Linked DNA regions of Hordeum vulgare: region 1 is linked to region 2. Evidence: chromatin contacts called from public Hi-C data. All regions are on one chromosome and are shown on one strand. Each heading gives the region's core, a stretch centred on a gene start, on an enhancer-like site or on the middle of the called end of the contact. The rest is flanking DNA. Distances are from core to core; before and after follow the strand shown. Region 1 has its middle 30 kb from the start of LOC123452423. Region 2 holds the start of LOC123452420 (probable xyloglucan glycosyltransferase 9).

What was found. A called contact is a pair of places that touch in the nucleus more often than the background predicts.
Region 1: a contact with region 2 is called in a Hi-C map of seedling, with 5 times the contacts expected there. The contact joins the enhancer-like site here to the promoter of LOC123452420 in region 2. A contact is called at or near these places in 4 of 6 Hi-C or Micro-C datasets (leaf and seedling) and 1 of 1 datasets of contacts at active chromatin or transcription factors (embryo).

The regions. Positions count from the first base shown.
Region 1 is chr5H:535,046,450-535,052,430 of MorexV3_pseudomolecules_assembly, reverse strand. No RefSeq gene overlaps it. Among protein-coding and RNA genes, the nearest start is that of LOC123452423, 30 kb to the left of the region's middle. Within about 2 kb of position 3,065, at least 3 of the 3 cell types and tissues checked have open chromatin away from gene starts, as enhancers often do. A contact at or near this core is called in leaf and seedling, where this site is marked.
Region 2 is chr5H:534,995,580-535,001,058 of MorexV3_pseudomolecules_assembly, reverse strand. LOC123452420 (probable xyloglucan glycosyltransferase 9) reads left to right here and starts at 2,617. Exons shown (of 5, transcript XM_045129067.1): 1 at 2,617-3,748; 2 at 3,846-4,154; 3 at 4,254-4,544; 4 at 4,641-4,754; 5 at 5,162-5,479. The coding sequence starts at 2,981.

The sequences.
Region 1 (5,981 bases), core at 1,816-4,315, 51 kb before region 2:
TCAGCAGTATGTAAGAATTAAAATACTATATTTTTACAGAGTTGGATGAGAGAGAAGAGGAGAGAGAAGGGAAGCGAGCTTTTCGTGAAGAGTCAGCTCTAGCACGTGCTCCTTGATGCTTTGTGAGAATGAAAGATGGACCATATATAATAAAAATAGTGTCCTTTTAAACTAACTATTGTACAAGCTAGCTATAAGATGAGATATAAGACTGGTTATAGCCAGCAGTTGACTATACTATTAACCATCTCTCAGATCAGAGTGCTCGTTCGGGGTTGGGTCTCAGATCAGAGTGCTCGTTCGGGGTTGGGTTTCTCAGAGGAACGTGCTTCACAACAAATTAGATGTGCTTCCTTGTTTAGTCACTTGAACTTCGCCGACACACATGCCTTTGTCTCTATGAGCTTTTGTCATCCGCTCCGGGAACTGTAACCGGGGGATGTCGTCGATCCGACCAAGAGCCCCGTGGGGAGTAGGATCAGAATAGAAAAACAGATTCAAACTTGGCGGCCGTCGCGAGTAGCACCTAAGCAAGCCATTAAAACTCGAAAAAATGTTGATCTCGAGATGGAAAAGGAACCCTTGAACCAGGCAAACATTGCGCAAAAGCGTTTAAAACAGCACTACATTATACTCCTTTAAACTCCGCAGTACATGTTCGTCGGCAATTTTAAATGGCCCTAAATGCGCTGCTGTCGCTCCGGGCTCCGGCGATCTCGTCTCTAATCACGGATCTCGTCGACGGCCTTTCTCCATCGTCATTCCTTTCTCCTTTATTCTCCTTTAAACCACGACACATGCGACACGGCCGCCATGGCTTTGTGAAGTCACCCGGCCTGTACGTGTTCGGCTTCCACTTGCGGATATGCTAATCAATACCGTAATTCGTGGTTCATGGCACATTCCCATCATCACGGGCAAGCATAAACACAAGCACATTCCCATCACCCACGTAGGTCGATTGGTAGGGGGTCACGCTCATGCAAGGAGCAAAACAAATCGGGTCGAGCGTGGACACTACTGTGGACAACGCAGGATGCGCCGAGTCGTCACTCGATCCTGGAATTTTTGTTCAAAAAGACCACTAGCCGAATGTTATTGTTAAAAAAGACCACATGCGATATGAAATGCGAGAAAAGACCCCTATTTTTCGTGGCGGCAGGCGCGCCAAGTGACGCGTGGCACCTGCCGCCACGGACCGAGGCGGCTGTGCCCCGCCGCCACCCGGCCAAGCGGCCAGCCGGGCAGGTGGCACTTGCCGCCACCACTCCAGGCGGCAGGCTGCCCAGGGCGTGCACTGCTCGCACATGCATGCAACAAAGGCTGGCTGGCCATGCGCGGCCATGCATGCTGCCATGCACAGCATCCCGCCGGTCGCCTGGGGTGCTGGCGGCAGGTGCCACCTGCCCGGCCAGCCGCCTCGCCGGGTGGCGGCGGGGCCCAGCCGTCTCGGCCCGTGACGGCAAGTGCCACGCGTCACCTGGCGCGCCTACCGCCACGAAAAATAGGGGTCTTTTCTCGCATTTCATACCACATGTGGTTTTTTTTGACAATAACATTCGGTTAGTGGTTTTTTTGAACAAAAATTCTCGATCCTGATGCCGCGGCCAAAACGCACGTAGATTTGCGTGGACGCTTGGCACCTTGACTTGACCCATGATGGGGTCGTTCGTTCCTGGCTTCCAGGTACGTGCGTGCCAGTGTGTGAGCCACCATCCATGCCGGAATGCTCAGCAGCGGTACCGTCACGGCTGTGATCGGACATGAAACGACATGCAGTTGAACGGTAAAGACATCGGGATTTGCAGCGTTTTGCTCCATGCCTCTTTGAATCCTGCCACCCACTCACATAGACAGAGGCACATGTTAGCCGTAGGCCGTAGCGTACGTGTACGTGGTAGGAGTATTATTTTCGCCTGTGGGCTAACGTGCGACCCATGTTAGTCGCTACAGAGACAAAGAAGGAGCCGTGAATCATTATGTTCAGTCCGAAAGTATATATATAGGTGTAAAGCGTCCTCTAGTGGCCTTGGATCCGCCCGTTCACAAGATACACTGCCCGGGGATAAAAACGCTTTCATCACAAAAAAGGAGTACGTAGTACTAGCAAAGAAGCCAAAGGAAGTCATCATGGTCGATACGCTTGGTTAACTCGTACTAGTAGCCGTTGACGTTTATAAACTGTGCCCATCGAATCGAACTCTCCTTGGATCCACCTGTCAGTCAGTTAGCTGACAACGTCTAAGAGTATACTGTATCCGAACACCGGCACGCAGTCAGTCAAACACGTGTTTCGTAGCGGCTAAGCTAGCAGAAGAGCCGTCGACAGTAGCCGTTGGCCATGCATCATGGCTACTTCCTACTCCTACCTGGAACAAGACGGCCGGCAACAAAACCGAGCTCCTTCCCTTTCCACACGGGCCTTCGGAAGCGGAAGCAGGCAAGGCAGCGTCATTTGCGGACTACTAGTAGTAGTTTTACTACGCGCCTCCCTCCTCCATGTGGTCTGTGGAGCATGTATGTCCGTCTGTCCCGATCCCAGTGGCGCGTTAATGGACACACGCACGTACATACGTCCTGCGTCCTGGCAGCGCATCAAGGGCGCGCCAGAGCTGCTACGCGGCCACGGCCACGAGGGCCTTCACTGTCGTGCCGTGCAAGCCCCGCCGAGGCGATGCACCCACCCGGCCTCCCCGCCCATTGATGGCCGCATTCATTCGCCACACGCATACGCTAGCTGCTGCTCCTACCTCTCCTCCGAACCGCCCGGCGCGACGGAGCTTCTTGTGCTCTCCGGCTTCGTTCGCGTTGGGGTGGCGCCGCCGACCGCCGGAGACCGGCGCGGGGGTGGGACACACGCTTTGCCTTTTACCACCTCCGGCCCTTTTTCCCTTTGCTTCGGCGTCGCTTTCGTCGCCGGTGTGGGCCACGTTACGTACGACGATGACAGGGGAAAGCGTGGCAGGGGGGGCGTCATGGATCGGACGGCCCTGTTTGAAAGGGCCGACGTCGGCCCCGGTCCCCGCCGTCGGATCGACACGGGATGACACGCGAGATGGTGGTAAAGCTGGCTGGGCGGCTCCGTTTTTTTGCGGTGGCGACCTCGCGGACCCAGGTAATTACCGTGGCGCTGTCCAGGCAGGCGGTTATTCCTTTTTTCGTCTTCTTCGTTCACGCTGCGGCTGTGTGGAATTCCTGGAAATCCCGTGAAGGAAGGTAGCTTTGCTTTAAACAAAGAGATAATAGATTTCAACGCGGTGCCAAAGAGAATCACAGTGATTTACTATCGGATACTACTAGGCGTTTGGCACCAATATGCCTGCATTTATCAACTTTGGCAGTGGTACACAATTTTTAGATCTTTTTATCAATAAAAATTGGGGGCTGATATGCGTTCACCGGCTGATCTAGCCGTCAGATCCTGAAGATCATGTTGTAGAAAACTTTTGTAACATAGGTCAGGTTGCAGAATTTTTTTATCATTTTGCAGCATAGGTAGTGTTACGGAAAGAACTTTTTCAAGAAGGTCATGTTGCAGAAAACTTTTGCAACGTAGGTCACGTTGCAGAATAGGTACCTTTTTTTTGCAACGTAGGTACTCTTGCGAAAGAAACTTTTGCAACAAAGGTCATGTTCAAGAATTTTTTTGCACCATAGGTCTGGTTGCAGAAAAAAAGGTACTATTGCGAAAGAAACTTTTGCAATAAAGGTCATGTTCAAGAAAACTTTTGCAATATAGGTCTGGTTGCAAAAAAAATCTTTGTTTTTTTGCAACATAGGTACTGCTGCGACAACAACTTTTGCAACAAACGTCATATTGCAAAAAAAATTGCAACATAGGTCTGGTTGCACAAAAAAAAATCTTCGTCTTTTTGCAACATAGGTACCGTTGCAACATAATTTTTTGCAACATAGGTCTGGTTGCAGGAAAAAAAATCTTCGTCTTTTTGCAACATAGGTACCATTGCGACATAAACTTTTGCAACAAAGGTCATGTTGCAGAAAACTTTTGAAACATATGTCTGGTTGCAGAATTTTTTATTTGTCTTTTTGGAACATAGGTACTGTTGCGACAGAGTCATGTTGCAGAAACTTTTGAAACATATGCGTGGTTGCATAATTTGTTTCTTTGTATTTTTAGAACATAGGTACTGTTGCGACAGAAACTTCTGTAACAAAGGTCATGTTGCAGAAAAATTCTACAAACATAGGTCAGGTTGCAGAAAAAAATATTTATTTTCTAGCAACATAGATATTATTGTGGAAGAAACTTTTACAACATAAGTGATGTTGCAGAAATTTTGGTTGTTCCGAGATGCATGGCCGCCAGCCTTGCACCATGGCGCAAGAGGGCAGACCTAGCAGCAGCCCGACGTTGCTTATGCAGCGACGAGCTCCGTCTAGTGCGCTACCGGCAGTCTCTCCTAGCTCACTTGTCGGGCAGCGTTGTTAGAGCATATATCTCCATATGTGGTTTTGGTAATTGATGACAATTCATATGGACTAATGGTTGCCTTAAGTTACATTTATAGGATTTGTCCATAGGCACTTCTTAAAGTCCATCTGTTGGGTTCAAGGAGTTTATATGATGACCAAGATGGTATTCAAGGTATTATCCAAAGAATGGTCATAGAAACACATGGTTGATCAAGATCTCAGACAAAGAGTAAATCAAGATGATCAACACACAAAGCGTACAAGATGTACCGAGAGGGATCAAGTGATCCCATGGTATGGTAAGCATTGTCCATTACGTATTTGTGTACTAACCCATGGTCTTCGTGAGAGTTCTATGTGGGGGTTAGGTGTGTTTCCATGGGCTTGCGTCAAAGGGAAGATCTCATACAACCCATGAAGTATGACATCGATGACCAAGATGGTATTCAAGGTATTATCCAAAGAATGGTCATAGAGACACATGGTTGATCAAGATCTCACACAAAGAGCAAATCAAGATGATCAACACACAAAGCGTACAAGATGTACCGAGAGGGATCAAGTGATCCCATGGTATGGTAAGCATTGTCCATTACGTATTTATGTACTAACCCATGGTCTTCGTGAGAGTACTATGTGGGGGTTAGGTGTGTTTCCATGGGCTTGCGTCAAAGGGAAGATCTCATACAACCCATGAAGTATGACGTCAAGTTGTGATAGTCATCAAGATTGCGATGTGCAAGTTCAAGTGGATCAGCACGAAGATATCATGCTTGAAGCTTGTCGTCCATTGTGGTGGCAATGGACTTGTGAAGATATGCTGAAGAGTGGCTCACCCATAGTGAGTATGGGGGAGCAATCAACTAGTCTTCATCAAGCCAACACAATCAAGAAAGGTGGTCCATCTTGAGGAAGCCAAGATCATCATCATCTAGCTCAAGAGGACGAGGTGCAAGGTATAGGTTTGCCCTTGATAGGTTTTCTGTTTAGGATAGATTGCTGTACTATCAAGGGGGCTCTCAAGTGAGTAGCTTGATCGTATCATTCGTTGAGAGCTCAAACCATTTGCATCCTTGCATCATACTTCTTGGTTCTTGTTTGGTGTTTCTCTTTGTGAGTTTTAGAGCTTATGGTCATCTTCGTGACAAGCTCGAGTTCATCGAAAACGGAGTCCATATGCATCTACTATGATGTTTTCGATGTTGGAGTTTTTGCCGGTTCTTCATTCATAGAGATCTCACATCTCTATATCATTGGCATTTTCATATCTGCATGGTCGCTATTTGGATAGCCCTTGTCGTCCTGAATCCAACAAGCTTGGGTTTGCTCGATTCGGAGCTCGTTTGCGAAATTTATGGCTGTTTCAGTGGCGAGCGGTAGTACCGCTGGACCTAGCGGTAGTACCGCTGGACCTAGCGGTAGTACCGCTAGAGTTGGCGGTAGTACCGCTAGAGTTGGCGGTAGTACCGCTGGCCCTAGCGGTAGTACCGCTGGCTGGCGGTAGTACCGCCCCTGGTCAGCGGTAGTACCGCTCCAGGAGCTTA
Region 2 (5,479 bases), core at 1,368-3,867:
ACATATTAGGTTGTTCTTGTTGCTAAAGACTGTTTGAACCGTTGCTTCTAGATTTTTCACACGACTAAAAAAGATTTGCCTCTGTTGCTCCACCAATTGTTGTTTACACACACATGTGATAGCTTGTTTTGTTCCAAAGGAACATTGTCCATAGAGGCATGGAAGTACATATTGATGAAACATTGATATCTTTGTGATGGTGTGTTGCTTTGGACATTCATTTTCTATACCGATGTAGCCAATTTTCTAATATATTTTCCATATGCATATAGTCACCGGAAGTACACATATCTTTGATAACTAATACATGGATTTGCGCAATAATGCATGGCTTTGATAACTAATACATAGATTTGCGCAATAATGCATGGCATTGATAACTACTATGTACTCCTTAATTCCTTGTGCATGTGTGAGCAATTACCATCATTATGTTCCACCTTTTTATATCTTGTACATGCATGATATTTTTTTGTGAGACTATACATATATGAGTTCTCCCTGAAATAATTAAGAAATGAGAATGAATATGGAGTAGTATATTACTCTCTTCGTTCCTTTATATAAGGTGTATTTGTTTTTGATAAAATTTCATAATGTAAGGTGTATTTTTTTTCTAATTTGTGCTAATTCCATTGTTAGCCCTTCCAAAACAGAAAAATACCACTCCTCTAAATGCATGCATCGCTTCTTGTAAAGAAAAAAAAAAGAAAGTATTTGTTTCCTCATTATGTATCTCTTACTCCCTCTATTTTTATATATAAAGGTCACAATAAAATATATATTTTGCGTATAGGACACTAACAATAAATGAGATACATATTAATAATGTTGCCTCATACAAGCAACCCATGGTTTAACTACTCCCATGCGTGCATTGAATGATAATGACACATTCAACTACTTCTTTCTCACATTCACTCAATTTTCTCTAATTTGCATGTGTTCTATTAATTAATCAGGTAAACAAGAGAAAATACTGGTTATTAAATTTTATCTTTATACTTGTAATTTGAGTTTGTGGTTCTATATATAAAAATGGAGGAAGTACTTTCCAAGCCTAAATGATTTAGTTGTCGCTAATGAATGATTTTGTCAAAGTTAATTTCATCCTTATATATATATGGATTAACTTTTTGTCACCTTGGGTGAGGAATAGTTAGTCTTCATCCCCTCTATTTTAATATAAATGCATCATAATTTTAGGTTCCGTTAATTTAATTTAATTTTATACGTAAAAAAACACGTAAGGAAATATATAATTTTCGTAAAAATATATTTTGTTACATAAATTTGCAAATGTAAAAACATAATGTAAAATACGCATAAAATGTAGTTTTCCTGATTTTATGACCTATATTTTTGTTTTTATGCCAAATTTTACATAGTGAATTAATATGAATGTAACTATTTGAATTTAAAATATAATTAATTTATGAAATGACTGTAAAATTACCTTGATCATAACAAAAATAATACACTTTACAGAAAAAAAATCGAGGGAGTATTTGGCAGCTGCATGAATTAAAATTTCTCCGACGCGTTGTCGCCCAAAAATACAAACAAGCTTTTGACCCAGCGTGGTGTTACGCAGGGACCATTCCCTGAAAACGAAATACTGGAGGGTTGTTTTTGGCAGACGTGGGAAACCTTGTGCCTGCGAAGCACGCCGCGTCACACTCACACTGTTCCTCCCGTGTCAAAGAGAGAGAAAGGAGCGAATACAGTCACTGCCATCTTTTCGCTATGATGAATGACCAAATCCAACCCAAGTTTAGTAGTTAGTAGTTTACCCACAGAAGTTACTCGATATCTTTCATACGTATGTAGAGTATAAGAAACAAATGGAGCAAGCAAGAAGACGTTCAAATAATCTGTAGTTACTAAAGAAACTGAAATAAAGAACCGAGCAAAAATAATGGCTGAGTAGTCTTGCTGACAAGAAAATCAAAGGGACCTATCAAATATTATATTTTTAGGCGTGTCAAATGGGACTTTTTTCATTGTAAATTATGTTTGTCAAGAATGTCAAGTTTAGTTGAAGAACATACCAATCTGTTTCAGTTTAATATTTTTTCCAAAAAATTATTGCGCCTGCAATGCAAACTAAATAAGCATCAACCTTTTTTGACGAGCCAAATACTCTCTCTGTCACGGTTTAGAAGACACAGTTAGACTTGCGTGCGTTTTTAAAATAGACAAAGATTAAGGCACGTTGCATTAATTCTAGCAGCTAATTAGTACTCCGTTGTACTACTTCTATATACATGCGTAGTGTGAATGATATTTTTTAACTTATTTAACAGCCAATCAATAACCACCTAGGTCCTAGAAAATTTGCATGCACGTTTTGTAAATTGTGACGAAGGGAGTAGTAAAATGGAGAAACATGCGCATACCTTTATTTTGCTGGAAGAAAAGCAGTGAGCAAAGTGTAAAAGCCGAGGTCCCCATGCAATTGCATGCTGGATCCCACCGGGGAGCTAAACCACAGGAAACGCGTGAATTTCTCACCGTAATTATCTCCGGTACTACTAGTACTAGCAGAAGTACAAAGGAAAGTAAATAAATTACTACTAGAAAAGAAAGGAAAGGAAGGAAGGACATGCGGCGAAGTAAAAGGGAATTAACGCAGGGAAAGACAAGGGAAGCGCCCTAAAATATTGCTGCCTCCATCCACGCCCGATCTCCCTCCGTCTCTCCACTTCTCCAGACGCGTTGTCGAGCTGTTCCCAGTACGTCCTCCTCCTCCTCCTCTTCCTCTTCTTAAAGCTCTAATGGCAGTGGAGTGAGCTGCCTGGGTTGGCAGTGGAGCTCGGAGGCGGAGTTCGGAGGGCTGAAAAGGAGGGAGGAAGGGGACGGCCGCGGCCAGGAATAGTGCGCGGTAGTGTTGGCGTCTAATTTGGGGGCGGGGGGAAACGAAAGGCCCAGGCCCTTGGCCGGAGGGAGGGCGGGGGTTGGGTTCTTGGACCGGCCATTCATGGCGCCGTGGAGCGGCTTATGGGGCGCCAGGGCCGGCGCCGACGCCTACCGGGGCACGCCGGTGGTGGTCAAGATGGAGAACCCCAACTGGTCCATCTCCGAGATCTCACCGGAGGACGCCGACGACGAGGACTTCCTCGTCTCCGGCGCTGGCGCCCGCGCCCGCCGCCGCAAGGGCGGCCGCGGGAAGAACGCCAAGCAGATCACCTGGGTGCTGCTCCTGAAGGCGCACCGCGCCGCCGGCTGCCTCGCCTCGCTCGCCTCGGCCGCCGTCGCCCTGGGCGCCGCCGCGCGCCGCAGGGTGGCCGACGGCCGCACCGATGCCGACGCCGCCTGCGCCGGCGCGCCCGGCCCGGCGGGCGAGAGCCCCGTGCTCCGCTCCCGCCTCTACGGCTTCATTAGGGCCTTCCTCGTCCTCTCCGTGCTCCTCCTCGCGGTCGAGCTGGCCGCGCACTTCCACGGCTGGGACCTCGCCGCCTCCGCCCTGGCCCTCCCCATTATCGGCGTCGAGTCGCTCTACGGCTCCTGGCTGCGCCTCCGCGCCGCCTACCTCGCGCCGCTGCTCCAGTTCCTCACCGACGCCTGCGTCGTGCTCTTCCTCATCCAGAGTGCCGACCGCCTCATCCAGTGCCTCGGCAGCTTCTACATCACCGTCAAGCGCATCAAGCCCAGGCTCAAGTCCCCGGTGCTGCCGGACGCCGAGGACCCCGACGCCGGCTACTACCCCATGGTGCTCGTCCAGATACCAATGTGCAACGAGAAAGAGGTCAGTGCCGCTGCAAAAGCTCGCACCATTAATATTCCTCCTTCCAAATTCGCGCAACCTCGCAACCAACCATCTAATCTATCTGTTCGTCGTGCAGGTGTATCAGCAATCAATCGCGGCCGTCTGCAACCTCGATTGGCCGAGGTCCAACTTCTTGGTTCAGGTTTTGGACGACTCCGACGACCCGACCACGCAGTCGCTCATCAGGGAGGAGGTCGCGAAGTGGCAGCAGACCGGGGCTCGGATTCTATACCGGCACCGCGTGCTCAGGGATGGGTACAAGGCCGGGAACCTCAAGTCCGCCATGGGCTGCAGCTACGTCAAGGATTACGAATTTGTTGCCATCTTTGACGCTGACTTCCAACCAAACCCAGACTTTTTAAAGCGCACCGTGCCACATTTCAAGGTAGATTCAGGAGAATGTTTGTCCTACTACTACTTTTTGTTATCAATCTTCCATGGTTTATGCTTCCAGTTCTGATTTGCAAATTGTGGGCTGTTTCAGGACAACGATGAACTGGGGCTGGTGCAAGCCAGATGGTCGTTTGTGAACAAGGATGAGAACTTATTGACTCGGTTGCAGAACATCAATCTTTGCTTCCACTTTGAGGTGGAGCAGCAGGTGAATGGTGTGTTCCTAAACTTCTTTGGGTTTAATGGCACCGCCGGCGTGTGGAGGATCAAGGCGCTGGAGGAGTCCGGCGGGTGGATGGAACGGACAACGGTGGAGGATATGGACATTGCAGTTCGGGCGCATCTCCATGGTTGGAAGTTTATCTTCCTGAACGACGTTGAGGTTTTTGTATTATGAAGAACTTCTTCTGAATTGTATGTTTGACAGGTGTGCTTGACCATTTCAATTGAGCTGAAATGTTTGTCTTGCTGTCGACAGTGCCAATGCGAACTACCAGAGTCATACGAGGCTTACAGGAAGCAGCAACATCGGTGGCATTCCGGTCCAATGCAGCTATTCAGGCTTTGCATACCGGACATCATCAAGTCCAAGGTATTGTTATGCTCTTTTTATTGTACCTGAGCAGAATGGACTACCATTTGGATAAGCTGATTGAGGTTAACATGCTGTTGAAAACTCTGAAATGTTATTGCCTTTTATAATTGGGAGTATGTAAACACCCAATTCAGCGTGCGCTTCTAGCATTTTGTGGCGGTTGCTTATGCGACACTTTGAAAATGCTTTGTCATCATTTGCACATCGCAATACAACAAGTATACAAGACCATATGACCTAGTATTTGCTGCTACAATTTGTATTATAGAATGCAGAAATTTGAATTAATGACTGTGTTTGCTTTATTGATATTTTTGTTGCTATTGTCATCATAACAATGTATTGATACCTTTCTCTTATCTGTACCAATTTAGTTGTTTAACATTGTTTTTATTTCGCTGCAGATTTCAGTGTGGAAGAAATTCAACTTGATCTTTCTTTTCTTCCTACTCCGGAAGCTCATACTACCATTCTACTCCTTCACGCTCTTCTGCATCATCCTCCCGATGACGATGTTTGTGCCCGAAGCCGAGCTCCCAGACTGGGTCGTATGCTACATACCTGCCCTCATGTCCCTGCTCAACATCCTGCCGTCACCAAAGTCGTTCCCATTCATCATCCCATACCTGCTCTTCGAGAACACCATGTCGGTGACCAAGTTCAACGCCATGATCTCGGGCCTGTTCCAGCTCGGGAGCGCCTACGAGTGGGTGGTGACCAAG